Regions from separate parts of the Capsicum annuum genome. Here regions 1 and 3 are each linked to region 2. Evidence: chromatin contacts called from public Hi-C data. All regions are on one chromosome and are shown on one strand. Each heading gives the region's core, a stretch centred on a gene start, on an enhancer-like site or on the middle of the called end of the contact. The rest is flanking DNA. Distances are from core to core; before and after follow the strand shown.

Region 1 (3,896 bases), core at 793-3,292, 250 kb after region 2:
TTATTCTTACTTCCACCCCATCGACGTTCAATGATTTCAGCATGTAAAGGAGCTGAAAGGTAACTTTTTTCAGCCCTTTTAATAACCTCAATTCCTTTTGAATCTTTAGGCAGAGAAGAATTTGCTTTTGCTAAAAAGGCAGGAGGAAGTATATCATCAACTACTGCTCTTGCAATGAACAACGCGAGAATGTCGATTGCGTCAGGTATGTCTACAATGAAATCATCAGCAGATTCCAAGAGTTTACTGAAACCTTTGTAGACTTGTTGTGGTTTGATAACTTCAGCATAAAGAGCAGATAATAAAACAGCTGCCATTTCTTTTTCTTTATCATGTCTATCCATAGCCATTGATACTAATTTTTTAATAAAGTAGAAGTCATAACAAGACATCCCAAATTCTCTTAATTCATTGGCTGTGGATGTGATATCATCATTCTGAAAATATTCTTCTACTAATATTATAGCCTTCTTTTTGTATTCTTCAAATGCTGCAACCATATCTTTAGTACTTGTTCTCTCAGTATCCTGAAACAGAAAAGGGCTAACTCAATTCAGTACTTATAGCCCGGTGCACTAAGCTCCTGCTACATGCAGGGTCCAGGGAAGGGCCGGACCGTAAGGGTCTATTGTACGCAGCTTTAGCTTGCATTTCTACAAGAGGCTGTTTCTACATATCGAAACTTGTGTCAAGGCTCCTCTTCGTCAATTTGATGTGTTATTTCTCAAAAATACTAATTTCATGGAACTTTGGAAAATGATAGCTAAGGTACCTCACTACTGGTGTAGTTTGGATCATTGGGATCGATAGCATGGACATCATCGGTATCCATTAATCCACCCCAAGTGCCTTTTCCTCCAGAACCTCCTGTAAATCATAAATGTTATGTGAAGAGTCGGTTGAAAACAGACAGAAATAACTAAAACAGCAGCGGATCTACAATATAAACTTGATAGGTTCAATCTTTACGTTCCTATGACTGAATTCATGGTAGTATTTATTGGAAGTATAAGGTTTCAAATAAAAGGACTATCGCGAAAAGTTCAATTTGATCCAATGTTACTTATTTTCTACCATAGTGTAAACACGATGGTCTAAATAATCTTGTCACGGGAAAAGTGAAAACTATCATGCATGTAATGTGTAACTGAGAAATTTTCAACTTACCTTTCTTTGGACGACCATCTCGTGGAGAATGTGAACTTTTTTTATTTTTAAGTGGACTTCCCCTATCTGAGCCAACCTTGTTGTGACGATCACTGGGAGACCTAGGAGACTTTGGTGATTTCGGGGATTTTGGTGAGCGTGGTGATCTTGGAGATATCTTTAATGGCGATACAGACAATGGATCTGCACTTTCTGAAGCAGATCGGAGTTGTTCTTGATGCTCATTTGATAATTTTCCAGCTGTAAAATCCATCCTCAACAACCAATTTCACCACAGAAATATTCTCAAGTATTTGTACTAATACAAGTAGTAGTAGGATATAGGAAATATCATATCAGGAAAACTATATTCCCACGGTAGAGTTTGTAAATAAGTGATTGTCTGATAACGAGCTAGGAGTATCTGGCTTTCTGCTAAATCAACTTCTTCCAACTCCAAGCAGCAGAAAGTTTTGCGATGTTACACCTGGATCCGTCTATTATAATTTAATCGTTCAAAGATACCTAAAAAAGGGTAAAAGAAATGGAGATCAACCAAGAGATCGATACAAATTGTTGAAATGACGAGTAATATTCTATTTCTTAAAATCCAAATTGATGCATAATTCGAACATAGTGCTACAAGTCCGAATACATTACATCTAAAATTAAAATTATTTATCATGTGAAATAGCAAATGTACCTGAAGCAGGAGATTAGTTGAACCTAGTGAGACAAGTGTCAAACACACTAAAACTAAATGGATTAGCAATAGTTAAAAAAACATCCTCAAATTGTTGGAGTATTAATGTAGTATACAACTTTTTTGGTTATAATAATTGTGTGTTTAGCTTAGAAATAATAATTATGGGATTAGTTAAGACAACAAATTAAGGAGATCTGAAAAAGACTTAATGGAGCGGAAATAGACAGATTACTGAGGTTGCGCCTTTTGAAACGGGAAGTTACGGTCTTATAACTGTCATTCTAACAGAAAAAACTTTGATTATTCTACTTTTCTTTTCTTTTTCTTTTTTATCATAAAGTTTTTTTTCCCATCTAATATTTGACGTCCAACCAACTAGGTTTTCAGGTACAATCGAATAGATAAAAATGGATAACTAGCCACTTTTCAGACAGTGATGAGGAGTATGATGCCATTTCAAAAGTAATTACTCCCTTAGTAGCATATTATGTTACACACTTTTAATTTTAGTTTGTCTCAAAAAAAAAAAAAATGTCACCTTATCTTAGAAATAATTTAGCTTTAAAATTTTTTTTTTATTCTTAATTAAATGATTTATAATCACATAAATATTTAAGAATATTTTAGACTACAAGTTTTAGAAGTTTTTTTTTTCTTAAATATCGTGTCAAATCAAAAAATGTCACATAAAATGAGATGTTGAGAGTAATTCTAGGTACTTTATGATAAGTTGGTAAAAAAATATCCGTAAATTAAACATGAAAAAACCTTTCGAACTCCATAAATTCACGAGGTTTGAAGCTCTAACAAATTCTCACACTATAAAGGTTTAAACCTCGAAACCGCATCAATTGTTAAGTTTGAAGTTATAAAAATTTGAAGAGTGAAATGAATTGTTATTTGGTTTGAACTCGAGGACTCTTTCCTTGAGTTCATGGTTCTATAACTAAGAACTGAAAGACTCTTTCCTCGAGTTTGTAGTTTTATAGCTTAGAATTCAATGATTCCGTCCATGAATTTGAACTCTAAATAATACTTGTGTGAAGCATTTGATAGAAGATAGATAAATGAGGGTGAGTCAAGCAAGTGTGACAAACTTTTAGGCTGACAAGCTTCTGAAGATGAGGTGCACATGACACATAAGTGAATTTCAAATTAAAATGAAAGAGGATAGTGAAAAGCTTTATATGATATAGGAAAAAGATATCATTTTCACCCCATACTATACAAGAAAAGTCTAAGTAACATCTAAATTATATAATTGACCTATTACACACCTTAATTATGTAAAAGTGATATTATTATCTCCCCGCGACCCTCATTCTAAGGCGCGCGTGTTACACTTATTTTAGGTGCGTCTAGCCTATTAAATAACAAAAGTAAACGGCTAAAAACGTTAAGGGAAAAGACATCATTTTCACCCCAAACTATAGTTGAAAAGTCGAATCCACACCTAAGCTATATAAGTGACATATTACACACCTTAACTATAAAAAAGTGATACTTTTTACTGACGTGACAGTGTGTGTAAAATACTACACCACATGCAAGTGGTGGTAGCTTGACAGGGTATAAATAGTTTCACTTTTTTATAGTTTAGGTATGCAATAGGTCACTAGTATAGTTTAGATGTGACTTTGACTTTTCGAATATAGTTTGAGGTGGAAACGATGCCTTTATCCTAACATATATTCAAATCCACATGGTACAAATGCTTTTGAGGCTTCACATGACATAAGGTAAAAATAAAAATTCTGGCGGAGCTAAGCCCGAAAAAATAATACATGTCATGAACTTGAATCCTAATAATTTGTCAAAGTAATAATTTAAGAAAGACTCCTCTAGGTTCAAACTCAAGAAAAGGCTTTTGAATAATATGATTTTACAACTGAACTTGAGAGTTCGATTCTTATCACTTGTCAAAATTTTGAACTCCAAATACTACACTATCTTTTAGAAACTTGATTACTTTTTACTTAATTTCGTCTTATTCTCTCGAACCCGAATCAACCTTCTTACAATTTTTACTTCGTACAATTTTTTT
Region 2 (3,808 bases), core at 127-2,626:
ACGAATTTAATCACTGGGAATCTAAAAGAAAGTTTGATTTTGGAAACGAACACTGCATAACTATTGTAATATTAAACCAGTGGCGGACCCAGGATTTAGGGTTCGCGGGTGCTTGTGAGATTTGAACACACATATTGACGCCCAAAGCTTTAAGGTTCCGCTTGAAAATCAAAGCACCCGTCTATCTTCTTGGTTTCCTGGATTCCTGGGTGTTTTTTAGAAGCTTATACCAATTTTTATACCTTTTTTTATATAATTATACCTAGTTTGCATCGGATTTAATGGGTGCCGGATCACCAAGCAAATGCATATATGTCTGCCCCTAGATTACACTTCCATTACTAGTTATGTGCAAATTTTTACCTATCAATTTATGTGATAAAATAGGGATAAGAATTGTGTATTAACGGGACATAAAAATCTTGGCAATCCCTACATAACAACTGATGCAATATCTGAAATTATATAACAGTCCATTCACTACTCCATCTGTTCCTGTTCCTTTTTACTTTGTCACATTTAGCTTTTCAAAAATCGAAAGTTAAACTACATGAATTTGACCAACATTTTAAAACGTATTTCTTAATCATATTAATATGAGAATGGTTGCAACTTAATACAGCATTTTTTCATATAGTTTTCGAATATTTAAATTTAAAATTTAAAATACTGAGTTATTCTAATCAATTCATGCGTTTATAATCACCCGCAATGGTGACCGAGTTGATTGAGCAGGGATCTCCCCAACGGGGAACAAAACTACTACATACTAAGTTAATATTAAATCTATCTGAATTTCAACAATAACTCAACACATAAAGTACAAATTGTAAACAATTCATTTAATTAATTATGCATTGTACCTTAGGTTCTCCATCAATATAGATCTCAGATCCATCTCTATAAGTAAGAATGGAGCGTCCATTAAGTGGATTAAACCTAATAGGAAGACCTCGACCCGAATCCGGTTTAAATGCATAAACCGATTTGAACCCGTATTTATCCAGAATATCACGAACCTCCAGCTGATCCTGATCCCATCCACCTAACGATGACGTAAATTCGTCGATCGGACCTTTCCCTTGCTTATACAAATGGACTTTCACCTCCGGTACCTTGGTCCGAACCGACTTAGTTCGGGTTGGAGGAACCGGGTCGGGTTTCGGGTTCGGTAAAAGTGGAGATGCCTCGTCGGAGCCGGTGGATGCTTCTTCGATCTCTCCCATCGGAGTTGAGTGGCCGGCGATAATCGAGAAAGGAAGAAGGGAAAGAACACCGTGGGGGTACGGTTGGAGGGGACGGGGGGGAGGGGAGAGGCGTTAATTAAAAGGATTTTGGAGTTCGTTTTTTTTTCAAGTATTTCACACAATTTGACTAATTTTTAAAATTAAATTAGGTTTTAAAATTTTTAAATTAAAATTTAATTATTAAAAAATTTTACATAAACTATTATAAGTTGTATTTTTTTAATTTACTTAAAAAACATATTTTAAAATATTGATTAACATTTAAAGCAGGCTTTAATATATAAATTTTGTCTTAAATAATGGCTTAAGTCATCGACAAGTACTTAAAGTTGTCCCGAAAATTCATTTAGACCCTTCAACTAAAGTCTATGCCTATCAGGCCCCTAACCTACCCGAATTTTGATTCAATCGGGTCTTTTTTGCCTATATGGCACCCCGTGTGCTATGTACTCGCGAGGGGCGCATAAGGAGGAAAAATGCAGTCCATATGGCAAAAGTTAACGTTAAATAACGTTACTTTGTCATCCCCTTTACTTTCTCTTTTTATTTAACCTAATTTCTTCATTTTTTCTTTCATTCCTCTCCTCCATAGCTCAATTCTCTCTCAATTTCTCTCATCTCACTCTCAAATTTATCTCATAATTTCTCTTAAATCATTTTTTCTCTCATTTTTTATAAGAATGTCGCAAAATTATGTTGAGTTACCCGATTTGTGAACTATTCTGAATTTTGTCTTTTAAGAACTTCAAGGACTCCATCAAATTCAGGTCGTAGATTTTTTGGATGTAAAGTTCCAAAGGTTTTTATCATTTTCACAGATTTTAATTTTATTTTTTTGGTGATTTTTTTATTATTCTACTGTTTTTGCATTTTAGAAAAATGATGGATGTGGGTAATTTAGATGGATTGATCTAAAACCTTCAATTTTTGTGCATCAATATACTGAGATGGAATCGATCTTAATGATTAGGTGCAAAGATGGTGAAAATTTGTGTGATCGATTGAAGCAAAAGCTCAAAGACGTTGAATAAGAGAGAGACATTTTGTGTGAGAAATTAAAAAGATAGTGAAGAGAAGTTGATTGCAGTGAGGCAAAAACTCAAAAAAGTTAAAGTTGAAAAGGAATGTGTTAAGCTCAAATTGAATAGACTTGTTCTGCTTTTTCTCATTGTTCTTACTGTAAAGTGGTTCCTTAATATGGAGTAAGGTTGTAGTTAAGTTTGCCTATTGAATAGGCAATTGGATATTGTAATGGATTTGTAATCGTTAGTTTGTAGTAGTTATTTGGTTAGTTTAGTTTGTAATGAATTTGTAAGAGTTAGTTTGCAGTAGTTGTTTGGTTAGTTTGCATCATTTTGACATGTTTAATGTGAATGAATTGACATGTTTTGTATGACAATCACATTGTCAATTACTTTGTGTCTAGTTGTGCAACTACTGAAGGTATAACCATATAGCCTATTTGTAACTACTGAAGGTATTGCTAAAAATGAACTAAAATATTAGAAGCAGCACATCATATTAAAAGGGCTCAAAATTGAGCTAAAAAGTGCAAGAAGCAGCATATCATATTAAAATTGTTCAAAGTTGAGCTATAAACTGCATACATAATAAATAAGGTGTTCAAAAAAAGTTCAACATTGAGCATAATAGTTCTACTGTAGCGTACCCCAAAGTCATTAATTATTACCTAAGAAAAAGTTGTTTAAAAATTAGTAACACATTTTCATACAATACTCTTGTCCAAGTGAACAATAAATGTGTAACCCCCATCCCCAATTTCAAAATTATTAACTCCATTCCATAGTACTCTACACCTATTTGAATATTTCTTGTTATCTTCTAAAATTGTTCTTGCCATAGGTGCAGTATCTGAAATCCATGTTTTTGCAAATCTGATCATATCTATATGTCTATTCATCATTTTATGTCTGATATCCTTTAACATTGTGATTATGGACTTATGTCTAGCAGCTAAGATATAAGAATTAAAAGTATCACACATATTATTTTCTACAATATCACATTTAGAATGTGTTTTGAAATATGTCCTACACCAAGAAGAAGGAGGATTAACCAACATATCCTCAGTTATTTATTTCTTAAGTAGCCTTGACATTGCTTACATCTCCTCTCTAAACTTTACTTCAAAGCTTACTTTTGCACATCTTCAAAACTATTTTCTTCTTTCTTCTCCTCTTCAGTGCAAATGCAAATTGCTCCAAATATGTCTAGCACATATTCTTCTCTCTGAATTTGGTAACAGATTCATCAAAACAGTAACAAGACCCTATAATAAGTATAAGTATGATTAAAACAGAAATTTTATTGAAAATTAAAGTCAAGTAATAAGAAAAATAATTAAGTAATGGTACCTTTTGTTGGTCTAACATTATAGTCAAGCCTTCACCAGTTTCCAGATTTAGATCAGCAATCAGATACCTTATGAACCAGTCCCAACTATGTTTTGTTTCAGTATCCACAACTGCCCATGCAATAGGATACATTTGGTTGTTCCCATTTTCTTCCCACAACAACCAACAACTCACCCTTACAAGCTC
Region 3 (3,774 bases), core at 468-2,967, 130 kb before region 2:
TCTTATCATGTGGCAACAAGGGAAAAAGGTATACAAATGTAAAAGTGATACCATCAACCATTTGGAATTGGAAGACAAATATGTGTATATATTTATATTTACATTATTGCATTAAAGTGTGAAAGATTTTTTAAAAGTAATTTGCACTTTTACACTTTATTAAAAATCCCCGCAATAGATAAAATTATTTAATTTTAAATAATCAAATGTTACACGTACGAGGCACGTGCGACTAAACTAGTATACACACACACATATATACACACACATATATATATACACACACATACATACATACATATATATATTATGTCGGTTTGATTTTGGTTTGGTTTGACTTTTTTTTGGTTAATACCAAACCAAACCAAGAATGGTCATTTTTTTTTTCAAACGCCAAACCAACCAAACCAAACCATAAGTCAGTTTTTTTTCTCGGTTTGATTTGGTTCTTCAATTTGATTTGACTTGACGGTTTGATCTGTACACCCTACCCACCACAATTGACGTCAATATAGGGCATAATTGGGTAAGGATGAAATTTTTTAATTAACTTGTAATTAAAGTCTAAATAAGAAAGCAAAAATGATAATCACACTCATCGACTTTATCTTACAAAATAACCATAATATCTTTACTTTTAAATTTATTGATACTAATCTAACATGTGGAAATCATCTCTTATTACACAGAGAAAAATCTTTCCTCTGATCCGCAACATCAATCATCTTTGCATAATACTTTCATCATCTCAATTTATCTCAAAATAATTATAGCTTTAAAATATTCAAGTAAAAGATAGTAATTTCTCTAATTCAAAATAAATAAATGTTTGGAGTGTGACACACCCTTTAAGAAAGTTATTGAATGCTTGTCAAATATTAAAAATTAATTATGTCTTGAACTTTTAAGATGCCGACTACATTTTTTCTATTTATTTTTACCTGTTCAGTATTGACTTGACATAGCTTCTACACAACAAAAATAGAATGACAGTTTTACTAAACCACTCTTTGAATATAATAAATTAAATGTTTGAAAATGTATCGAGAAATAACTATAGCTAATTTAAGAATAATTACAAAATTAATAGATAAATTATTTCTTGATTTTCTAAAAAAGTGAACTTAATTTTTGATATATTAAAAAGGTAAAAACAGAGAGTATTTTGAATCAATTATTTTTAACAAGTACAACACAATTAAATTGGACGAGAGAGATATGGACTATCTTTCTTATCATCAACGGATGTGGTGTAGTGAATGAGACTCCTTTCTTAACCAGTTTCAGATTCGAACCCCGAGTTCGAAAAAATTCTTGGTAGGAAACACTACCTCGAATAAGACTTATGAAAAAATTCTTGATAGAAAACGCTACCCTGAATAGGCCTTTCAATGATACTTCTACATTCTGCGGACTATATAAAGAGGGTGAAAAAGTAGAGCTCACTACTCTTTAAATTATTTCCTAATCATAAAAGGCCTACTCCTTTAACTAAGATCTGTCTCATCGTTACATCTAGAAGTAGCAGTAACATATATAACAAATTAAATACTTAACAAAAACAATTAATAAAGAATTGACTCTTCTAATAAAATTGGCCAAGAGATCCCCACCGCTTGATATATACACGTTGACAGAACTTTCATCTTTTCATATATTTAATAGTTTATATTTAATAGTAACAAAAGAAGATAGGTTGGCAGTGGAGGTTGGAGTAGTATTTATAACCCACATCCATGCACACAATTTTAGGGAAAACGCATTAAACACTTCTAAACCGCAACTATTTTAGTTTCTCCCAAATATGGCTTCTCATAATGTTTTAGGTGATGAAGAAAGCCAGCTTTCTGGTGGGACTAATAGAGTTCAACCTTACTCTACTACAGCAAAAAAGTAAGTGAAACTAATTTCTTGTTTGATTTATTTTCCTTTAATTTGTCCTAGCTAATTATGTGTACTCGTATTAGCAGGGCTATTGATGATGATGAGGAAAAGAAGCAAACTTCTCTCTCACTGTCTCAAAGGCTGGGCATTCCTGACTTCTTTTCTTTGGATGTTAGTAATACATTTCATCACTAATAGCCTTGAGAATAAATAATTCGACGATTGCCATGAGTGCATAAAAAATGATACTTTTTTTTTGTGTGTGTGATACAGGTATGGCGAGCATCAATGGGGGAACTCCTAGGCTCAGCGGTTCTTGTTTTCATGTTGGATACTATAGTGATCTCCACCTTTGAAAGTGACACGAAAATGCCAAATTTGATCATGTCAATTCTCATAGCAGTTGTTGTAACAATCCTACTACTAGCAGTTGTTCCGGTGTCCGGAGGCCATATCAACCCCGTTATCTCCTTCTCGGCCGCGCTAGTCGGAATTATATCCATGACAAGAGCCATAATTTACATCCTGGCACAATGCCTTGGTGCTGTTTTAGGTGCACTAGCTCTCAAAGCAGTGGTTAGCTCTACTATTGCGCAAACTTTCTCACTTGGTGGTTGCACCATCACAGTTATTGCACCGGGCCCAAATGGACCCATCACAGTGGGCCTAGAGACGGCCCAAGCCTTGTGGTTAGAGATCTTTTGTACATTTGTTTTTCTCTTTGCTTCAATTTGGATGGCTTATGATCATCGACAAGCTAAGGCTCTTGGCCATGTCACTGTATTGTCTATTGTTGGTCTAGTTTTAGGTCTTCTAGTGTTTATCTCGACCACGGTCACCGCGAAAAAGGGCTACGCCGGGGCCGGGATGAATCCGGCTAGGTGTTTCGGGGCAGCTATTGTTAGAGGAGGTCACCTTTGGGATGGACATTGGATCTTTTGGGTTGGACCTACTATTGGTTGTGTAGCCTTTTATGTGTACACAAAGATCATTCCACTAAAGCATTTCCAAGGAGAATATGGATTCAAGCATGATTTTCTTGGAGTTGTCAGGGCTTTGTCTAGGTCCGATGTATGATGAAATAATAGGCCTATGGTGATATATTGGCGTTGGGCTTCCCTTTCCTTTGTGGGTCCATTCATGGGCTGATAATAAACTAATGTGTAATAGGCCTAGCCTAATAGGACTTGAGCACTAAGTAAATAGAAAATCAGATCATATTTTCCCTACCCCACTACCCACTCTGTGTAAAAGCTTAAACCTATCAATGTTTCAACAAGTTTCTCTTTTTCTCTATCCTATAAGATCTGGGTGTTTTAAATGTCTGTCTTTATAGTTAACTATAATCAACTTGTACTTGATCTTGTGATCTAGAAATTAAATTGTTTTAAATAAATATGATCATTTTATAAATACCAACATTTAAATGAAAAAATTAAATAAAATGTCCATTGACTTAAATTTTTTACACTAAAAATAGCACACTTAATCATCTATTACCAAAAATAACCACTCGGTCAATACTATTAATTTAGCCAGTTGGCCAAAGTTCCTTCTTACAATGAAGTATGAGATGCTATAATTACTCAGTCAGGCGGATCCATTTTCAAAACCTTAATTGTTATTTTCATTATATTTACTTTGTTTGTAGGTAATATTAATTTTTTAAAAAGTTTTTGTTCTATTATGAAAGATTTTTATTGAATATAATAAAATGTAGTAGTTATTGATGGATACATACGGTGCTTTTGATGAATGTCATATTGCATATATATATATATATATATCTCCTGATGACATTCAAATCTCATAAAATGATCTACTGCTCCTTTCTCCAAACCACAATGAAAAATGACGCGCAGGAAAGCCCCAGACTAAGAGAATCTGAGA

Evidence for each region. A called contact is a pair of places that touch in the nucleus more often than the background predicts.
Region 1: a contact with region 2 is called in a Hi-C map of bud, with 4 times the contacts expected there. The contact joins the promoter of LOC107855607 here to the promoter of LOC107855595 in region 2. A contact is called at or near these places in 3 of 5 Hi-C or Micro-C datasets (bud, leaf and placenta).
Region 3: a Hi-C map of leaf shows a contact between it and region 2, with 2.2 times the contacts expected there. The contact joins the promoter of LOC107855597 here to the promoter of LOC107855595 in region 2. A contact is called at or near these places in 2 of 5 Hi-C or Micro-C datasets (leaf and placenta).

The regions. Positions count from the first base shown.
Region 1 is chr4:195,848,195-195,852,090 of UCD10Xv1.1, reverse strand. It overlaps LOC107855607 (MA3 DOMAIN-CONTAINING TRANSLATION REGULATORY FACTOR 2), which reads right to left and starts at 2,042. Exons shown (of 5, transcript XM_016700630.2): 1 at 1,850-2,042; 2 at 1,168-1,671; 3 at 773-867; 4 at 1-527. The coding sequence starts at 1,420.
Region 2 is chr4:196,097,579-196,101,386 of UCD10Xv1.1, reverse strand. It overlaps LOC107855595, which reads right to left and starts at 1,376. Exons shown (of 2, transcript XM_016700610.2): 1 at 864-1,376. The coding sequence starts at 1,226.
Region 3 is chr4:196,231,652-196,235,425 of UCD10Xv1.1, reverse strand. LOC107855597 (probable aquaporin TIP4-3) reads left to right here and starts at 1,717. Exons shown (of 3, transcript XM_047410904.1): 1 at 1,717-1,893; 2 at 1,971-2,055; 3 at 2,158-3,183. The coding sequence starts at 1,805. The coding sequence ends at 2,961.